Regions from separate parts of the Mus musculus genome. Here region 2 is linked to region 1. A link is a contact called in public HiChIP or PLAC-seq data. All regions are on one chromosome and are shown on one strand. The core of a region is the stretch at or near the end of the contact, and the rest is flanking DNA. Distances in the headings are between cores, read along the strand shown.

Region 1 (5,784 bases), core at 1,232-3,731:
CCTGTGATATGGTTTCCAACATTAATTTGAGGACTGTTTCAATTATCGTTGCTTCAATTATTCCTCCTGTTCATTTCTTTCTCCTCCTTGTATCTCCATTTTGTGTACATTCTCTCATTAACAGATGTCCTCCACTTTGAGGATACTCTGCTTTGAAGTTTATTCTCATCTTTGTTATTTCTCACTTTCAGTTTTCAAGGTTTCTTTCGGACTCTCCTCTGCTCAGATTTTTTCCATTGTGTCTAGTCCACTATATACTGCAAGAGTTCTTCATTTCTGTTATGTGCTTTTCAGTCTTTGGGAGTTTTGCATCTTTCTGCATCTTTCTTCTGCTGATTACCTGTCCTTGTATGCAGTCTACTTTATCCATTGGAGGTCTTAGCATAGTAATCACAGGGGTTTCATACCTCCGATAGCAACTCAGTTGATACCTGAGTGAGGTTCAGATATTTACTCTGTCTATGATTAGTTTTGCTATTTTGTTTGCTTTGTAACATTTTTCTTGATAACTGGACATGACATACAAAGTAGGAAAAATTATATAGAAAGACCATTAACTGCATGGTAGCAGCATGTTAAAGTAGTAGACACATTCTACAACCCTATGACCAGGTCTCAGTTTCTTAGTGAGCCCGAGTCTCTGTAAGCTTTGCAGTTGCCTCTCAGTTACCTCCTGGATGATGGGAGGTAGCAGAGTTTTCTATGTCTCTTCTTCCACTTGGAACCCTGGTGGAGCCTGGGTATTTTCTGGCCTCCATGTGAATGCCAGCTGCAATTGAGTGTGCCAGTATCTGTTCCCCAGATGTTTATGATCTTGATAAATGGTTTCTCTTGAGAGCAGACCTTGTTAAGGACAGAATACTTCGGTGCATTTAGGGATGGTATCTTTTTCCTTCTCTTCCTGCTGGGAAGAGGGGGATTTAACTTTGATATTTACTGTGAAGTCCTCACAGAACTCCAGGAGGTAAAGTCTACAAAAGTCTAAGGGTCCACCATGACTGAGTACCTTGGAATCTCTTAACTCCCCATGGATCCAATGGAGTTTTTGTAGTGGTTGCCACTGAAGGTGTGTACCACCTGTAACACATCAGTTTCAGTTCAGACCTTCCTCGTTCTCTATTCAGGGTAAGTAGTGACTCCATATTGGCCTGTTTGCGTCTCAAATCTGACGTAGCCATCTATTCAGTGATCTCACTTCTTTGTAACAATAACAAGTCATTTGTCTTTCAGTTGTGCCAAATTTTTACTTGTTTCTGAATGGAATAGCATCGTCTAAATTTCTTACAAGACAGATTGGAAACTAGAAATCTTTATTTTTCTCAATCCCAGCATTCTCAAAATGGAATCAATTAGCAATAAATTCCCCAAATTTTCTTTAGAATTAAAGACATTTAAAATAATAATCCAGCTAAAATAGTAAAAAAAAATAGTTTAAAAAGCTGAAGCACATCACATATGTAGAAAATCAATCCTCCATTTTGTCCTCTTTATGTCTGCTGATTAACTGATGTTTTAAAAAGGCTTCCTAAAGGAAATGAGAATTGCCTTTACTTGGACTTTCACTGTATGATAAATAAGGAAGCTGAGTCTCACAGAAGTTAGCCATCCTCTTGCTTAAGCAGAAATTGCAAGTAAACCCAGGGCGTCCATTATCCCTGTTAAGTGTCAATCTTCTGCTTCGTTTACTTAAGATGAAATGGGTATCAGCTGACTGTTATGACCGAGAAGCTAGGAATTTATTGATTAGTTAATTAAAATAGTTTCTGTATGCTTACTGTTTATTAGGTTCTGACAGTATTAAACAAATGAGTCACAACTGTGGCCCTTAAAGAAGACAAACATGAACATAAAGAACATTCTTGCTGCGTGAAAAGTCAACCAGCATGTGATAACCATTAGGACGTACTTCTGAGAAGAATGTATGCATAAAATCTAAAGGCGATGCCCAGAACGGATTTCCTATTCAAGTTATATTTCTCAAAATGGACCACAGCTTGCTTGGAAATTGTAAATCAAGAGAATAGCAAGTATATGGTTCAATTATGGAGTCCTTTTCAGAAAGTTATTGTGGGTCAGGCAGTACGCTATGTACTAATAGTCAAGAATGAGCAGAAGTAGATTCTATTTCTGCCTTGTGTGCTGTCTATCCTAGTGTAGAATCTTAAAAGTGAAGTGAGAATCATTTCTCTTCTAAAAATACAGTGAAAATGTTTTTTTGAGGTTATTTTTAAAACCTTGGCAAGTAAAAAAAACACACAACAAATATCTGAGATAGGATTGAGCATGGAAGTGGCTGACACAGGAAGCAGGAATCCTTCCTCAGAAAGCCATATCTTAGATAATTAAATCTGAAAGTTAACCTCCACAGACAGAGTTGTGGGAAAGACAAGCTATCAAGGGCAAATATAAATACTATCTATAAAAGACTCTAAGGAGCAATCAGCTATGACTGAGTTATGAATGGCTTGAATGTCAACAACAGGCATGGGACAAGCTTAGAGTACTAGAGTCTACACACTGAAAGGTCACAGACGACTACGTGGGCATCATGAACAAGGGGGTGGCCCAGGAAAGTACAATCTGTGTCCTCACCTGCCTATCCTTAAGGGTGGGATCCCTGCTTCTGTTCCCTGGTTTTGGTGCTTCACCCACCCCAACTTCTAAGACCACATGCCTAAAAGTTTGACATCTACACTCAGAAAACATTTTCCCCCAAACTGCTTAACTTTATTTTCTGTTTGTTACAGCATCCTGCCAAGTTCAGGTGTTTCCTCAAATTCTGCATCCAGGACAGCTCTGAAGTGGCTACTCACTGCAGCTCTGGTCCAGTTTGCTTCAACTGGCCCTTCATGTCCCTAGCCCCAGATGGTCCTACAGACTTTGGACGGCAGCCTGGTTTCCAGGACCTAGCCAACAATCCAGCCTTTGGACCCCCAATAATGATGCCTCTGTGTCAGCTGGAAGTAGTCATAGAAGATTACATTGCCCTTTTTTTTTTTTCATGTTTATCAACAAAAAGCTGGGATGTTGGGTTAGGCCTAGGACAAGTGGCTGAGGTGCATATTTAACATAAAAGCAGATCTGGTCTCCAGGTTCTCCCAGCATCCCTCAGTTTCTACCTGTTACAGGGCATGGCTGGCATACCCTGCCCTCTATGCTGAACTCCCAGCCCAGGGGCTGGGCTTTTGCTCACCCAGAGGTTCTTTTCTATAGAATCCAGGCATTTTGGTTCTTCTCTCTCTTTCCTTCTCTCTCTCTCTCTCTCTCTCTCTCTCTCTCTCTCTCTCTCTCTCTCTCTCTCTCTCTCTCTCTCTCTCTCCCTTATCTCCCCCTCTCTACCTCCTTCCCTTAATCCTTCCCTCTTTCTCCTTTTCTCTTCCCCCTCTTACATCTCTCTCTACATAGTGAGTTCCCTAGCTTCATTCCTTGGGACCAGTGGTCCTGCCCAAAGGATGCCCCCAATAAACCTACTTTTATACTTTAATTTTGCTTGAATTGGCTCATTTTATCAGCCGAGATAATCTAACACCCAAAACTGAATGTAGTCGTAATTTTGAAGTGTTAGGGTCTAAAGTAGGAAATCACAAGAAGTATATCTTTGGTCAGGTCCTAATGGAAAGTTGATCTGTCTCAAGAAAAACTGATACATGTTATCTAGGAGGGAACAAAGACATGTTGCTGGGTTCCATGTAAAAGAATTAAATACGTATTAAATACATGCATGCATACACACACACACATATGTATGAGTGATACGTTTGTGTGTGTGTGTGTGTGTACCAAAAATAAAAATAACAGCTCATGGCTCAGTGGTCAAGCATGTGTGCCTTCTGTTCAATGACTAGTTTCACAAAGCAATCAAAAAATCAAAGGCAACCCATGTATTAGATATCTGTAATATATGTGACAGATTGACAGATTGTATGTTTATAAAGGGTTAGAAATAAAAAAAGAGTACTTCATTTGAAGAAACCAGAAAGACTTCTGCTTTCTCGTTATCTGGAGCTTGTTGAACACCTTAAAAGCCACAGAACACCACCCTCCAGATGACAGATAAGGCAACTAAAACCTGGATACGCAACCCCTAATAGAATGGACTTCCTGGCAAACACGGTTTTGGTCTATGCCCGGGCATCTCCTTGAGGAACTTACATAAGCTCCTGATGGAAATGCCCGGGCATAGACCAAAATGGTGTCTGCTGATGTGATGCAACCCAATGCTGCCTCTACTTGCTGCAATTTTCCCTTGTGCCTCTGGGTGGTAATTACAGATTGTTTGATCTTGGTCAATAAAATACTATTCAATTTCCCCTAAAGACATCAGAGATGCGTTTATTGCAGTAAAAATATTTTCCCATGCCACTATTTGAATCTCAAGCCTAGATGTCGGCTCATTTAATTTCCAGCTATGTACATAGGCTTTTTAACATACAGAATAGGTACAAATTAAAAGTGTAAGAACATTACTCACGTTTCCAAGGGTAAAGATAGATGGATGTTCAGCAAATTACACCTACTCTTCTGGACAAGGATGGTGACGGAGACACTGAATCTTAACTTCTTGAATTGTTCTGCATTGGCTGCCTTCCAAAGCATGGTCTATATTCTGAAGTATCCTACTATGTAGATGAAGCAAGAAACACCTACATTAATAATGCAGAATATACCTTTGAAAATTCAGCGGAATTTTATTGTAGTAAATGTCTAGTTCACATGTCTTACACAGATCATAGTTCAACTCTTGTACCTCAAGCCAGTCATTTTGAGACAGGATGTCTCTGAGTAGCTTAGAAGCCACCCTCTTTTCACACCTCCTATGTGATTATAGAGTTACACTTTTCTATATGGCAACCTCCTGGGCTGCTGGTAGTGAATTCAGCCTTGGGAGAGAAACAAGACACAATAAAGCCATGCAGCATCACTGATACATTCTTAAACAACAGGAAAGAATTTGTACACTGGCTCAGGACATGTCCACCACGAAACATAATTCTATTTGGAACTTTAATATTTGGCGAAATGTAAGCTTTAAATTTAGAAGTTGAATATTTTCTGTTTCCCTCAATGCATTATATTCTCTGGAAGCAAACAAAAGTTTAAATAAATAGTATTATAAACTGTATTTGGTCCCACTATGATATTGCTTGAAACAGATTTTCCAACAAGTGAGGTAATATATATTTTATAGAACATTTATTAAAATTCCAAAACCTCTTTATATTATTGTAACTTTTAATCAGTATAGGAAGGTAGGTAAATAAAGTCATTGATAATAAATTTAAAGTGGTATTCTGAAAATGCTTTAATGAAGGTGCTAGGGCTTTAATTCACCCACAACATATACAGAAAAAGTATTTAAATGATTAGGTATTATGGAATATGACAGTGTAGCAAATTAAGAGCTATAAGTGACAAGGAGAGATAGCCCCATGCTCAAAGTATACATAACCCAGAGGAACGTAGATACATACACTAAGAATTCAATGATAGAGTAATTGAATGACGAACCACTGGGATATGCAGGATCTCAGCAAAGTCACCAACATACTGCAAATGAGCTGTTAAATGAAAATGATGTTATCAGGAAGCAACACATGTTATGACATTTTAGGCTTCAAAGTAAGAGAGCATGAGGCTGCTACAGGGAGGTTAGCAGTTCATTAGCAGAAAACAGGCTGGAAAGCTAGGAAAGGCTTTTGAGAGATAGTGTGTGCTTGTGTATGAGTGTGTGTGTGTGTGTGTGTGTGTATGTGTGTGTGTGTGTGTGTGTGCGCGCACGCCCCC
Region 2 (5,784 bases), core at 1,369-3,868, 300 kb after region 1:
TCACTCTCTCACCTGAGTGGTGTGAAACTCAATTGAAGAAATGCCTCCATAAGAATGGGCTGAACACTGTGTTTTTCCTTCCTTCCTTCCTTCCTTCCTTCCTTCCTTCCTTCCTTCCTTCCTTCCTTCCTTCCTTCCTCCTTCCTTCCTTCTTTTATCTAGTTTTTTGAGATTATAATATAATCACATTTCCTCCTTCCCTTTCTTCCATCAAAATCCTTTCTTATATCCTTTCTTACTCTCCCCCAAATCCATGGCCTCTCTTTTCATTAATTGTTAATGCATGAATATATATGCATGCATGCATGCATACATACATGTCCCTTCCTACGTTACCCTTCTCAGTCTGTTTGTTACTTGGAGGTGTATATTCATGGCTGACAGACTGACAATGGACAGCCAATGTGCATGCTCTTCTCTGAGGAAGACCCTCTTTCCTGCTCTCAGCTTTTCTCAGTTGTCTCTAGTTCTCTGTGTAGAGTCAAGGCCTTGTAGGTTTTCCCCATTCACTTTGGCATGCCCATTGGTGTCCTTGTTCACATTTGGGCAGTTATGTTGATGAGACTTTATGATTGTAGCTTCTGGCATTACTAATAAAACCTCCAAGAGCAGATATAAGCAGTCCTCTTCTGACTTGTTGACCAGGACTGTACAAAAGATCCCCAAAAGATACAACCTATGGCTCTTGCTATCAGTTGCTCCTGAAGAGTGAAGGGTAAGTTTCTATTTCTGAAGACACCATGGACTACGGAAATAAGGCTCGAGGACCCCTGAGCTGGAACTGACATAAATGCATCATCCCTGACAATGAGCTTTTATGGTACCAGAAAGTGCCATGTAAGCTCCCAAAGGAGGGAAACGACTCCCAGTTCTACCCAACTATGATGATTATAAATTGCATTAATGACCATCATGGCACAATAACCTTAACGATGCAGTAGTGGCACACGTACCTTAGCAATAACCAACAACTCTCTAATCGGATATAACACCCTCTCAACAAGAGGGAAACTACGCATGGTATTGGGTGGCTACTTAATTATTCACAACTAGCCAAATCATTGTTAGCAGAGATGAATCTGTAGCCCCTCATCTACTAGACCAGCATAATTCTTAACAGTCTATAAAACATGTGCCCTTATATCCACAGATTAGTGTAGTCTTCAATCCCCAGCAAGAGAACTCTTTGTAATGGATTGAGACCACTACAGAAGCTATCATCAATCAAAATGCAGAGGTCTGGGGCTCAGTCCTAATGGATCCAAAAACCAATTCCCTACCTCGTGCTCAGTGAACACTGTGGGGGAAGGGAGAGAAAAGATTGCAAGTGGAATTTACTGTGAGGTTGTGTCTCTTGATAATATCTAAAGGGACCTTTTCTTAGCAAGTGGTCCATGTGAGGAGAGGGGAGTTCAACCTCCTGTGGGTAGGACCCTTGAGCTGATGGTTCTGGATGCTGCAAGAAAGCAGGGTGAGCAAGACTTGGCTTCTGTATCAGCTTCTGCCTCCAGACTCCTGCTTTTCTTGAGTTTCTGTCCTGACTTCCCTGACTGAGGGACTACAACTACAAATAGAAATAAATCCTTTCCTCCATAAGGTACATTTTTTGTCATTCTGCTTTATCACAGTAATCGAAATGAGTCACAACCCTAGGTAGAACTCCTTAGACAAAGAATGACTTACAATTAAAATACTTAAGTATTTCATTCTTCCTCAAAGATTTGCTTTGGATTTGATCTTTCTTTTAAAGATAGATACACTATTTTGTATTATGTATGTGTGAAGAATGGAAGTTTTATAGCAAAGCATCTTTTTAGTTTAATATGTATATACTCATGCTTTCTTGTAATTCTGTTTATTCTAAAACACAAGATAAGATGGGCCAATCACTACATAAAAACTTATCAGTCGCATGATAAAATGATTCATCCGCTTACCAGCATAGAAAAACTTCACAGACCTTTCCTTTATTTTCAGATGCTTTGTGATATAAAGGCTGGAAGCTCAGAAGAACTGTTTATTCATTAACCTGTGATTCAGTTGAACTATTTTCTGAAAAATCCCTCTGATAAATTACAATGGAGACATACTATTGTTAGACTCGGAACACAGGATAAAATAAATATAAATCCCTCCCTGTCCCCATTCCTCAAAGAGCTTGGTTTCCAGGGACGAGGCATTGCTCATCTAAAAGCAAACAATGGTAAATAAAAATGGAAAATCAAATGGTTGTGAACAATAACCCTTTGTTCAATATAGCAAACATATAACAGAGCACACTGGGGATTACTCATTTAGTAATCACAATATTAATAAAAGCAAAATCACTGAAGATGGAAATTCAGCTTCGTACAGGCACATGATTAATGGAGGACTGTGAACACTTTTAACTCCTGTTTTAAAATAAGTTTGCACCGAACAACTTCCATCAGTAAACTACTAGCAAATGTACATTTAGTTGTTTATTAATTCACTTGAAGATGGCCTGTTCGTTGTGTGGATGTGCATGGAAATCCACCTGCACACACTTGTACACTCATGCCTATGCATGTCTGCGGTGTATGCAGCATGTGTAATGTATGGACGGCAGAGAAATCTTGGGATTCTGTTCTCTTCTGCCACCTTGTGGGAACCAGAGATTGAACTCAAAGTTGTCAGGCACCTTTACCTACTGGGCCTTCGCTCTTCCCTAAAGTGCTCAGATCTTAAAGTGTGCAGATGACTAATGATTTCAGCATAGTTGGTTATGATACCACCACAAAACAAAAACTATAATTTTGTATAAGTAAGAATAATGCATTTATGTCTTTTTGTTCTAAAAAAAAATTGTTTTTCAAATGCTGTATGCCTAAGTGAAGGGAGAGAGACCCCATTAGTTAAATTCATTGACCTACAATCCAACCACTGGTAACATGCACTTCCCAGGGGCTAAGAGTATCTAGAAGCAATCAAGAACACATCATTGAAGGTTTATTGTGTAGAGAATGTTTCTAAGTATTTACACAAATGCACAGAGGAAAACAATGACCCTGAGCAGCTCTTCCGCATGGGATGAGCAGAGTCTGAACAAGGCACTTTCTCCTTTGAATAAGATGTTAGGCATTTGCGGGGATGAGTCATACCAAATGCTGTTCGGTTTAGTTATAATTTTTGATACAAGATTAGTCATTATAGCACAGGATAACTTGGAACTTAGCAATTTCCCTGCTTGTTTTCCTAAATACTAGAATTATAGGTATGAGTCAATGTGTAGATTGTATTTTCCTAACATATTGTTTCCAAGCCTCTATCCTAGACCTCATTTTCAGTAGAAATGCAATCATAATTTGTTAAGTGACTGTAAGTCCATTAGGTATTGAAGCAAAAAGTCAATTCAAATACTAAACTTCAGTGGCTTCTGGGAAGTGAATAGCTAGAAAGTCCTGGAGAGAGTGGATATAAAACGTGATTTAAGAAATATAGTGATGAAGGCGTTGTTCATTTTAACAGTTTTGAATGCACATGCACACACAGGTGTGGGTACATGTGCACACACGTGAGTGGGGGGAGGAGACACAGACACAAACAAAGACGCAGAGAGGAAAGGGAGACGGATAAACAGGCAAAGAGCGAGACAGAGAATTAAATACTTTAAGCAACTTAAAATAAAATTTAAAAAGTATGCAAAACCTTTGCTTCAATTCCCAGACCACAAAAATCAAAATGGATCATGCAAAATCCCAGAAGCAAGTATTATCTCATTATAATAAAAGTCAACGTTAAATTTATGATATTCAAATCATATTGAAACAAGAGACCTGAAATGTAGGACTCTTGAGAAGTTTGCTACAAAGCAAACCATAAAATAATGCCAGCAAGGTAGAATCCTGTGAAGTCAAACCTCTTCACCACCCTGCTGTGGTCATGCCTTCTGCCACCTAACTAGACTGAAATGCTCACTATACACTATAACCAAAAGATTCCATCATAGTATCGGAAGGAAGACATGGGTGAGCACAGGAAGGAGATCGGTGTCTCTTACTGACAAACAAAACAGACATTATCAGGGAGCATGCCTTTGTCCCCTTTTCATCTGTGTTAGAGGTCATCTGGGCATTACATTAGAACTTTAGAAAAGAACTGTTAGTCAGATAAACTACTGCAGACTATGGGAAAACTCATGGTGTCTTTTCTAACAAGATAGCTGACACAGTGCAGCAGTGGACTCAGGGATGGGGTGCCTTCAAGTGGGTTGGTTACCATGGCAAAACTAGAGCTATATAAACTTGACCTGGTGTTTTCTGCCTTAACTCCAAAGGATGCTGGTTAATTTTCAACTGTTTTGTCAAGAACAGAATAATAAGGCTATTAATCAAGGATTTTGGTTTTCCTATGATATAGCCTGAATATTTCACCTGGATATTTTAATACTCCCTCTTCCTTACAAGGTCTCCCCACTTTTCTCAGATTCATGCCCTACTTTTTGTTTTGTGGTCCATTGGATTTAACCTGGGCTATGTGTGTGAACCTAGGTTTGGAACTAACTATTGGAACTGGATTACCTCACCAGTGGGTACCCAGGTTAAACCAATGATCGCCCTCTCCCAAGATCTGTCAATGGTCAATAGCTCAGAAGTACGGGTAGGACATCCTGCATCTCTCTCCTGCCCACGGGTGACTAATGACGAACCCATTCTTATGCAGGCTTTGAAAAGGTAATCATAACTAATTGTGAGTTCCTAGTTACAATGTTGTGTCATGTTCAGAAGATGGCATTTTTCAGCCTTCCAGGTCTTACATTCTCTCCACCTCCACTTGCATGACACTCTTTAGCCCTAGAAGGGGTTGTAGAAATCACCTCTTTAGGATTATTCAAGCACCACTAGTCTTGATGTTAGCTGTTCTTTAGAATGCCCCGTGCTTTCCATATGGGCTTTAATTCTGCAAGGACTGGCTTTTATTGTTGCTTCTTAACTGGGTAACTCTGACTTCCTTACATTGAAGCTGGCAATCTATAGGACAAAATCAAGAGCTGTTCTGAAACTGACAGGAATAGGATTGAAAGTCACAAAGGTCTCAAGACCACCTAAGACTACACAAGTCTGATGAGAAAAAAGAAAAGTCACATTGCAGAGCAGCCTGCAGGACAGAAGGCCATGTGGCTTGCACACCAAATAAAACTATCTGAATAATAAATTATAATTCTAGTTTAACACTATGCGTGAGTTTCTGGGACAAGGAACAAATAATGGTTTGGTCAGATGAACATCTGCTTTCTATTGGTGTTCCTTGTTTTATTGTGTGAATGTACTGGGAAACAAGGCCAATACTGTGTTGGGCTTTGGATAAAAGTTACTTGGAAGAAGGCAGGCATTTCATTGAAGATCTCCCAGTCCACTCATATCTTATTCTAGTGCATGCGTCCTGATAGACCACAGATCACAGCTTGTCTCAAGGGGAAGATAGAGTTCTGGCTAAAATTTTTATTAACTTATGATTTTGTGTTATGTCTGGTGGCTAAAATTTTTATTAACTTACTATGGTTTTGCATCAATTTCCTTCAGCCAAAGTCATGGCATAAACTAATGTAGTTATTCATATCACTGGGGAAATTTAGAACATTACAAAAATAAAATAAAATAGGAACAAACCACAGTCATTTTCTATTTATAATTATAGGTTCAATCTGAACTTCCTCAGGCTTTCACTTTTTAGAGCCTCTTCATTTCTGGTTGCCTGTGGTTTAGATCCATTCAGGGCTCTGAAGCTCCTTTAAGTGAGTAAGGACTTTAATGGAGGCAGAGC

What was found. HiChIP or PLAC-seq counts read pairs in DNA pulled down with a chosen protein or histone mark.
Region 2: a contact with region 1 is called in a FOXA1 HiChIP or PLAC-seq map of pancreatic cancer cells. The contact joins two enhancer-like sites. A contact is called at or near these places in 2 of 39 promoter capture datasets (cranial neural crest and maxillary cranial neural crest), 1 of 15 datasets of contacts at CTCF or cohesin (the NIH/3T3 cell line), 2 of 484 Hi-C or Micro-C datasets (extraembryonic endoderm stem cells and uterus), 4 of 115 datasets of contacts at active chromatin or transcription factors (bone marrow-derived macrophages, embryonic stem cells and pancreatic cancer cells) and 1 of 9 other capture datasets (embryonic stem cells).

What each region holds. Positions count from the first base shown.
Region 1 is chr10:99,850,335-99,856,118 of GRCm38.p6, forward strand. No RefSeq gene overlaps it. Among named protein-coding and RNA genes, the nearest start is that of Gm35437, 50 kb to the right of the region's middle. Within about 2 kb of position 2,482, at least 2 of the 459 cell types and tissues checked have an H3K27ac peak or open chromatin away from gene starts, as enhancers often do. A contact at or near this core is called in pancreatic cancer cells, where this site is marked.
Region 2 is chr10:100,150,428-100,156,211 of GRCm38.p6, forward strand. No RefSeq gene overlaps it. Among named protein-coding and RNA genes, the nearest start is that of Gm35533, 9.2 kb to the left of the region's middle. Within about 2 kb of position 2,619, at least 16 of the 459 cell types and tissues checked have an H3K27ac peak or open chromatin away from gene starts, as enhancers often do. A contact at or near this core is called in pancreatic cancer cells, where this site is marked.